2 separate regions of the Anas platyrhynchos genome follow, and region 2 is linked to region 1. Evidence: chromatin contacts called from public Hi-C data. All regions are on one chromosome and are shown on one strand. Each heading gives the region's core, a stretch centred on a gene start, on an enhancer-like site or on the middle of the called end of the contact. The rest is flanking DNA. Distances are from core to core; before and after follow the strand shown.

The links. A called contact is a pair of places that touch in the nucleus more often than the background predicts.
Region 2: a contact with region 1 is called in a Hi-C map of skeletal muscle, with 2.1 times the contacts expected there. The contact joins two enhancer-like sites. A contact is called at or near these places in 3 of 8 Hi-C or Micro-C datasets (liver, skeletal muscle and subcutaneous adipose tissue).

The regions. Positions count from the first base shown.
Region 1 is chr9:19,740,841-19,745,859 of IASCAAS_PekinDuck_T2T, forward strand. No RefSeq gene overlaps it. Among named protein-coding and RNA genes, the nearest start is that of SPSB4, 150 kb to the right of the region's middle. Within about 2 kb of position 3,356, at least 1 of the 8 cell types and tissues checked has an H3K27ac peak or open chromatin away from gene starts, as enhancers often do.
Region 2 is chr9:19,829,588-19,834,485 of IASCAAS_PekinDuck_T2T, forward strand. All of the region lies in intron 1 of SPSB4 (splA/ryanodine receptor domain and SOCS box containing 4), which reads right to left. Among named protein-coding and RNA genes, the nearest start is that of SPSB4, 62 kb to the right of the region's middle. Within about 2 kb of position 2,519, at least 2 of the 8 cell types and tissues checked have an H3K27ac peak or open chromatin away from gene starts, as enhancers often do.

The sequences.
Region 1 (5,019 bases), core at 2,106-4,605:
CAAAAATTAATACCACACAATTATCTTAGCTCAGCCTCTGCAGGGAAATTAGAAAAGTACGCCATAAGAAGAAAAACCCCAGTATTTGTCAGTCTGCCTGAGGGGGCGGCGGCAGATTACCAAAATGGCCGACAGCTGGCGCTGCGCGCCAACAGCGCCGGCCTCCCTCTGACCGGCCGATGGGCTCGTGGCCTCCTGCCACGTTAGCTCGGGCCATGATCTCTTCAGGTATTATACACTAAAATGGATCATTCTGAGTAAATTTAGGATTATTTAACAGCAGTTCATGGTCTCAGGAAAAAAACTTTGAAGACGATGCCACTGGCCACAATATGGGTTGGATCCTATGGACACTCCACAAAAACATAGCAATTAAATGCAGTATTCCAAAGCAATCATCCAGTTTCCCACTTCTTCATAATGCATTTAATACAATAAGAAGCTGATTAGAGAAATTAAAAACAACTGTGGAAAAGGACAGATGAAAACTATGCCTGGTCCATGCTGAGGGATACAGATCGCCCTTCGAATTTGTCCTGAGATGTTGACTTAGTCCAAGGAGTGTGACCAGACCAAGGGAACAAATTATACCCCAAACCTGAATGTGGTTTATACTGCGTGACCCACTGCTCAGCCAAACCCTCCCTGGGGTTCAGGGAGAACTCACACACGTACCTGGGGAGGCCAAATGTCTCCAACAGTGTTACAGGGGTATCTGTAACCCCCTGCAGCAGTCTTTCAAGCTTGAAGGGCAGCCTTTCCCTCACAGGCACCTGACAAAAATCCCAGCCAATTTCTACCTCAGGAGTATCTGCAGTGTTACTCCTCACTAGGAAAACATTTTTTTTTATTTTTTTTTTTTTCACCTTAAAAGCTGCATTTCCCTCCCTGGCCATCTGGCACTTCAGGGAGCTCCCCTCAGTGTGTTCTGGAAGACTCAGGCCCCGTTTGGGCTGCTTTCCCCATCCCCACATGCAGACACACCTGGAGCAAATCCTGCCCTTCCTTCCTCCCTGAGGTTCAACAGAGCGACAGCTTTCCTGCCTCTGGAGAACCCCCTGCTCCCCAGCACTGACAGAGGCCGCCTCAGGTTGCCTCGTCCTGATAGTCAGTGGCCCAGAAACTCCATATGCCCTCCCAACCTTTTGAGTTTAGCGTAGATCAATTTCTTTATGATTACCCATGCCAAATCTTCCCTGCTGCCTTTTATCCCAGTGTTGTGGGGGGCCAGAGGTATTTAGATATTTTGAAAAAGCTCGATAGCATCTGAGCACAGGTGGTCACATTAGTTAACTCTCTTCTGCAGGTCATTGGTGAAAATGGTACATACAACACCCATAATTCATCAAATTCCCTTCCCTAAATTTGAGTATCAACACATTGATTCTATATAACCTGCTTTCCCCTTGCCACAATGTTAAACTTACTGGCCCTATGGTAACAACTACAGGGCCTCCCTCCCACTAATACCTCCTAAGATTGTTAGTTACTTGTTAGGAAGCATCCAAGTATGGCTTTCCTGAGACAAGGCCTGGGCAGGGTTTGGGAGGCAGTAGGCCCCAGATGGTTCCAGCAGGCTATTTTTCACGTAATTCCTGGCAATTAGTGACTGCATATAAACATCTCTAAATGCAGGACTGGCCAAGATAGCTTTCTGGTGTAGTACTCGTAAAGATACTCATGAAATATCATCAAATGGATGTGAATTGACAATACCTTACTGTTTCAGTCAGAAAATGCATACTCCAATAGAAATAAATCAATGTACTAGACAACACTGAAAAGTGCACATTGACAGCAAGATCATGACTGAAATGAAAATTTGTGAAAAACAAACTGCTAGGAAAACAAAATTTTAAAACTGCCACTTAGCCTCAAAGAACCATTTGCAGCTCAATATTTTCCAGAGATCATCCTAATGACTGCATTAGATCGTTGGATCAGGGTCAACAGGAGATTTTTCTATACTTCTACTTAGTAAGAAAGCTCTTCTCTTCTTTCCCCCACCACCTTCTCTCCTTTGGTTCTCTTCATGAACAAGCACTTTTTTGCCAGTCTTACCAATCTCATATATAAGTTTGCACTTTGTTTTAAGCTGCTAAAGCAAAGGCAGCGTTTATAATTTGATGAACAGTTTACCTCATACATGATGCCTTATTTTAGAAAATGGCAGCACCCTCAGCAGTGTGCACATTGGGTGGCTAAGCACCGGCTGGCTGACAGCCCCCTGAAGAGGCTGTCCACATGTGGCCATTACGGAAAAGTATTTCCAGTCAACTTTGGTGCTATCTGAAGCATCCTTAGTGATTTGATTGCAACTATCAAATCACAGTTTGTCAAATTTTTAGGTTACAAAAGGACTGATGGGGTGATAGATAACAAGGGAGAAACAGTCAGTTGCACAGAAAAAAATTAGATCACTTAAAGAATTAGACACGTGCAAACTCAATGCTGATGTAAAAACCAAACAAAGTCAGATATCAAAGAACAACACATCAGGTTTTAATTAAGACGGGAGAGCCTATTTCAGGAAGTAGCAGCTAAAACGTAAGGGTCACAACAAACATACAGCTAAAATATCAGTTTGCAAAGCAATGCCATAGAAAATGAAACAAAGAAGGAAAAAAAGCAAGGATAGTGTGTTCCTCACATAAATAATGAAGTGGGGAACAGGGTGAGATAAATTTTTATTATTATTATTATTATTTTTAACCTGTCTGTAGACCACTGACTGCAAAAACAGCTTTAAGAGGAAGCAGTGTCTGGCATGTAGGCAGGAGATGGGTCTGTGCCTTCTTAGAAGATGGAGTTGCTTCCTTCGAATGAGATTAGCTCAGCAACAGGTGATCGAGTTGTGACTTGCTTACAGTGCACATGCATTGCAAAACTTGAAAAAACAAAACTGAGTGCTACCTTGTTCTTTAATTCCAAACAAAGAAGTTACAAGAACACCAGTGGCTATCAGCTCAAGGTAGATCACTTTAGGTTGAGGAAAAGAAGTCTTAATTTCTCAGCAGTAATTGTTGTTGTTATGTGCAATTGGAACAACATATAATAAGAAACGATGAATGAGAAAACATTTATTGTCTTCCAACTAAGCATCATAGTCAAACGGAAGGGTTTTGAGTTGCTAAAGTGCAATGTTATGACCTTTGTTATAAAAACTATTATACTAAATGAGCTAACAGTGTTTTCTAGACTTAATGTCTGATTATTTTTTTCCTGTTTCCATATGAGCACTGTGGAAAAAAAAAAATGTTCTCAAGAAAATCTTCCATCAACATCCCTCCCTTCATCAGCAAGGGCAGGCAGCACAGCTTTTAACAGCTTGCCAAAACCCACATTTTTTCTTTGCATTGCTTAATGTGTATTGCAGATAACAATGCTCTGAGACCTCCTTGCTCTGCTTGTGCTCCAGAGACAGAGCAAACATCTGGCACAGAGACCTTGGGAGAGCCACAGGTGGCCAAGAGCTGCTTCATTTGCCTAGAATTTCTTGAATTAGGAACCACTGACATCTGAAAATCTGCTTCGAGTTTGACAGAGCTCAGAGACGTGTGCTGGAGCTGTGTTTCTCAGTATTGCTTAGCAATTCCTATTAAGGGTGAAATTGGACTTTTGATCCAACTTAGCCTGCCAAGATATACAGAGGTTTTGACTTGAAGAACCCATCTCCGTAAATTGTAAATTCTGGCTTATTTGCATTCTCCTGGCTTTCTTCCTGCCATCCCACAACTCTTCAGCTAATAGAGGGAGTAGCACCTCCATGTAAGCCTGGAGGCAACAATTTTATCCTGATTTCTTGCAGAAGAGGATTAGAACAAAGGGAGTTTTTCAAGAATTAATAAATAATAATAATAATTGTGAATTAATGTTTAAATTCCAGGAACTGACAGCATAAGAGAGAGGAACAATAAGGGCATGTTTTTGAACCAGGAGATAGTTTCTAACTAAAAGCTGGATGCTGACTAACAGAAAAGCTTTGCAGATTGAAATAAAAGCATTGATATGCAGATATCAGGACAACCCAAACACTCCAGCTTAAACTGAAAACAAGCAAATGAAAACAAATAAAACAAAACAAAACAACAAATAATAAAAAAAACTGTTCACAACTGTTCATGACTGATGCTGGGAAGGAAAGTACGGTCTAGAAATACCCTTAGGTTTTAGTTTGTTTTATCTATCTCTCTACTTCTTTTGTGTTATCCAAAATGAGGAGCAACTTTTTTAGAAAACTCATGCAAAGGCTGCTTTCAGTACTGCATGTTCTACTGAAAGAACCATAAATCTAGAAGTACTTCTCAGGTGAAATCCTGGAACAGTTTCCAGAGAGTTCAATGAGTTAGAAATTAGCTTTAGCCATGAGGACCTGTAAGCAGAAGGCTCCCAGTTCCATTGCAGACTAATTTCAGCCAAGAAGCGTAGTCTAACATGGATGGTGTTGGCCTATGCAGGTCAAGCGAGGCACAAGACTTTAGATGGTGCTTTAGCATGAACAAGACTACTATGTAGAAAAGGGCCTTTTACTGAATATTTTAAAATCTGTGGGTAAAACAGGGAGCTGTGTGACAAGTAACATAGAAGCATTCACCTTGCAAGACTGGTAGAATGGAAGATAGAACTACTGCACTCAAATTGTAGCTTCACTATCAGCTTCCTCATTGGTAAGAACAGAATGAGAGCAATTGCGCTTTGACTACTTATTTTCTTATATAAAAAAAAAAGTGTTGGACATCTGTTTTCTTCCTTTTTTTTTTTTTTTTTTTTTTTTTTTACTCTAGAATAGAAATTTATAGCAAGCACCTACCATGTTTTTCCCTGAGAGCAAAGTATATGAAGTTCTATGGCAACACTCAGAAAGGAGCCCTGTGCAAATGACAGAAAAGTGAAATTCTCAGAACTCATTTATCTTCGTTTCCTTTCAACAGGAAAATCATGAAAGGGTAAGATCTTGATTAAATATATGACACCTGCCTAGTAAATATAGGCGTGATCACTGCAAGATGTAAGTAGGAG
Region 2 (4,898 bases), core at 1,269-3,768, 88 kb after region 1:
GCAGTAGTTTCTAACAGATAGGTTCCCTGGTATCTTCAGGGTCTGTAGGATACACAAATTGGTTCCGCCTGAGGCTGCTTCTCTGTGCTCTGAGAAGATACTACACCATATTCTGACATAGCCACTGCTCTTACTAGAAAGGGAAAAGACATCTTCAGGAGAAGCAAAGGGAGGTGGAACCCTGTGCTACCATCTAACAGCCCCAACCCAATTCCCTACCTGACACTAAGAAAATAAAGACTGGGGAGGAAAGAGGACGCACCAGGTTACCTGGAAAGTACACTGGTGGCACAACTAGAAATCTTAGGTATTGTCCCAAAATGGTTGCTGGGATTCCCTCATTTGGGAACCGCTGCCCTGAAACAGGGGTCGGAAGAACAAAAGAGCAGGCAGGCAACGGGCTGGCAAGTGTGGGAGGAAAAATATCTGCTGAAGTCTGCCACAGCTGCAGCCAACACAGACATCCAAGAGCAATGAGAACACACAGCTTCAATGCTATAGCTGGAGCACAGCACAAAACGTTCTTGAACAAAGAAGCCCATGTCCAAAATCTGCTCAGTCAACGCTCTGGAGAGGCTCTGCCACAGACACCCTAACAAACCAGCCTCAGGTACCAGAGGATGGCATTTGGAGCTGATCTTGCACTGCAAAACACATCTCTGAAGCTGAGCAAAAGGCAAAGGAAAAAAACAGCACATTCCTTTCTGAGGAAGAATTAATAGTGATGTAAGCAGAGTGAACTTTCAATATTAATAAAATAGGGTAGTCAGTCTCCATTCAACTGCACTGTGCAGAAATCACTATGATTTATGACTTCTGCCTAGATCCAATTGCAGAGGAAAATAAGCCTGTGTGTGCCTCTCATACTAAGCATAGGGTGTCTCATGCCTGTGCAAGCCACAGAAGCAACCAAGGCTGCCTGCTTTCTACAGACAAAATATTAAAGGAATTAATTCCTAAAGCAGGGGGAAAATACTACATGGGAGAACTTCCAACCCGCACGTTCTGCTCATTTAAGCTAAGCTGCTTAATCAGGTTAATTGAAGGAATTAAAAAAGCACCAAATTCACCAACTATTCTCTAGCCATTCCTGATCTTGTGTTACTCTTCCTGGGCGCAAGCTCCCCTGCTGGCACAGCACAATCTATCATCAGCCATTAGGCTGATTACCATCCATTAGTTTTGCTAAGTACAGACATGAAATTTAAACCTACTTTTGTTATTTATGTACAAGCTATTCATGTACTGGATATGAAGCAACTATATAATGCTTTGTGTTAACGAGAGAAGTGTAGCTGAATGTTAGAGCTAGACATTAAAAATAACCAATGAAAGTAATAATTTCCTCACACGCACAAAAAGAAATAATATTTGTTTGGGAGGATGAGCAGAACACAATCTTTAAAAATACAGCTACTTAGTATATGGTGAAGAACAGGTAGGAAGCCACAAGAACAACAATTATCAGTACCATAAATATCAAATTCAATTAAAATGTCATTCTAGAAAACACTGAGAACAGAGCTGAAAGTCTTACAAAACAGTAATTTTTCTCCCCTGCTATTAAGGCAGAGTGATTAAACTGAAAGATAATCCCCTTCATTTCAAAAGCTAATTATTACATACAATAAAAAATATCTTCTTGCACTATAAGAGACCTAAGTGCAAGAACTGCATTCTACTAAGCTCATCAACCCACACATCTTTTCTGTCATACAGCGACTGCTTGAATTTTCCCTTACAATTATATTTCTGCAATAGACCATCAGGCTCAGCTTTGATTCTGGCACACCACGTTTCTTACCACTTTGGTGGGGAATAATTGCTGGAGGTGACTTACTGAGACTAACGATATGTCCACATCTGAAGAGAAGGTTCAAGGCTGAGGAAACTTCCAGGGTGAGATGCAGCAGATATGTAAGGAATGTGCTCCATGATAGTCCCCTTGGCAACATAACCTGCAACCTTAGGTGCTGGCAGCACCAGGGGAGCTTGGTGTGCTCAGAGAAATAGCACGGAGGGTGGAGTGGAGCAAAGACCCCACGGCGAGGCTGTGAGATCTCCACAGGGATGGGGAACCTTATGGTACTATGGGACTGATAGGCAGCTTGGCCAGCCCTGAGCCAAACTGATAAACAAAAGATGACCTCTGGGTGAACTTTGCTCGTGATAATCTCATTATGATGCCAAACAAACCTCCGTCCCAAAGGCTACCCACCTCCACGATGCGACCAACCCTTGCTGAGCATTCGCTCTGCATTTCTCTGAGCCTATACCTTTAAAGCAAAACCAAGATTTTACACCAAGAATAAGGAAGATACATATGACTACAGTCACTCAAGCTTCAGCTAGAAGTAAGAAAACAGCATAAAAACAGCTCAAGAGAGAAAAAATGATAGGGAAGATAGCACTGCAGACAAGTCAGAAGGAGACTGCTGACTTCTGGGATCAGCTGAAGGGCTGAACCTCGCTTTCCCCACAGGGATGCCTCTTGGGTGAGATCCAAACCCTCAGTTATACTGAGTGCTTCCCCAGGAAACCTGTCTCTATAGAGCTGTTTCATGAGTTAACTTACATGGAGCTGGTTGCATTAGTCATATTCGTGGTATTTGCACGTGCTTTGCAGGAAGTGTATTTATCATTGACAACCCAAAAGAACCTGTACTCTGTTGATTTGACAAACTACACCAGTCGTTAAGCTACTAGACTAAAGGTGCATTGCTCTAATGTGCAGCCATGAGCGTAGTAAATTAATAGATTGAATGCAATTGGACTTTACAGCTGAACTGGGCATCACTCAGAATCTAAGCCCAGGCACCCCCAAACGCTCTGATATCTGAGGACAAGCGGGAATGCAAGGGGGTTTAGGTCCTGCCAAACTGCTTTATCTCTTAATGCAGCATTTTAAAACAAAATAGAAAACAGCTGTGGAAGCAAAAACTACCACGTACAAATATTCAGCTTAAAAAAAGAACAAGCAGAACATCCCTTGTGAGGGCCACTTACGTGGGAACTCTGTGAAGAAAGTAGTATTAGATGTCAGTCATGGCTTGGTGTAAGGATATCCAGAGGAAGCATCCCTCCCACATTTTTCATAATGGGTGTAAACAGAAGCCTGCTCTGCACAGTTTGGATGCCTGCACAGTAGGCACCCAGGTTGTCTATACTGCCATCAGTGCTCCTGGCAAACTGAGCTACTTGCTACACTCACTACTATGGCTCCTGCATTACTAATTCAGACATCTACATTTACATGCCAGACTTAGGCAGCAGACTTCCCACCCACCCTTTCTAACACCCAACATTAATATATATGTGCATATATTTATATATATATACACACACACACTTCTGCATTAATTCATTATCTTCATTTGCAGAAGCAGGAGTAGACAGACCTCCACGCACTGGAAGAGCACTGTAGGATGCTACACCAACAGTCAATCAATCTCAACAATTTCTAGCTGCAGGGAAAGAGAAATAGTCTCTTCTTCTCCTGAATAATTACACACCAGTCTGCACTCACTACTAAGTAACATTTCTTACCCACCTTGGGCATAGGTCCACTGAGTTCCAAGCTATTTCACCATGAGAAAAAGTAAAACCTAAAAATAAATGGAGCAAAGGGAATGGGTTGCCTTCATTAGGACTTCCTGCTCCAGCCTCCTCAATTAGCAGAACACGGATGGAGTACAGAAGTAAAAGCCAGATCAGTCAGTCTCACGTCCCTGGAGTGTCAATACATTTCAGCTTGAATTTCCCTTTGGTGTTTTCTTCCAGCGGTCAAACTGTGATGTCCTGGCACGTATGGATTTCTTCTTCTCTTGCACTTTCATTCAACTTTGCTAGAACGAGGTGAGTATGAGCAAGTAACTGTTAATTCTTGTTACAGAGTCTAAGGGCACAAAAGCCAATTATCAATGGTGTAGATGGCCTTCTGGAAAAAAAAATACTGTAAAATCAAAGACCACTCTACTCCTAGACATGAACTCCAGGCAGCAATCTCAGGCACCTTCTCTCTTCCCAGCGCTCCAGCAGGCAAGGAAGGCACGCTGCCACGCCACTGCTGAGCCTCGCGGGAAGGAGCTCAGGCATCGCACAAGAATCCCATAGCAACTGATAATTTCACGTGTGCCTTGCCCCTGAGACCTTTTCTCATTCCCCATTTCATTTTTACATACTGGTGAATAGTTGGGCTCAGTACCTACTGAAGGTGAGCTCCTCGCCTTTTCTCCAGGCGCCCATCCAAGCACGTGTGCTGTCGATGGTTCCTCTCCCTGCCCTCCTGCCACTGCCACACTTCACTACAAAGCTGCTCAGAGACTGGTTGCACAGGCAGCTCCTCTCCCCTTCCTTCTCCCCACCCACACGCTTTGCTTCAAATACTGTTAATATGAATGTTAAGAAACTTAGGAATAACCGGTATGTATTCCAGGTCTCATGCTGGTGCTTGTTTAATATATCTTGTTATATCTAAACCTCAACAGATAAGATACGACACATGTTGTAACAAATCCTTCCTGAGCGCATTCTCACATCTTCGGCAGATGATCACGGCGCTTACAACCCTGAATCTCAGTCTACACAAGTCATCAATGAGCTACGAAACAGTTATGTCAGCACGGACCCAAGTACAAAGGAAATTCTTTTTTTTTGATATTTTGATCATTTTAAATAATCAGCAGCTTCAATGCATTATTTGCTTTTGAATAGGAAAGATGATAGAAAACACACCCTTTTCATCTTGCAACTTCAAAAACAAGGACTATATAAATATTTAGTGACTGATCAGCACACTCTGAATTAGAAGCGAGACAATTGCAATTAATATTACCCAGATGTCATCAGCGCCAGAAACCAGTCATACTGAAAGCCAAGGAAATGGCAATAGCAAAGTC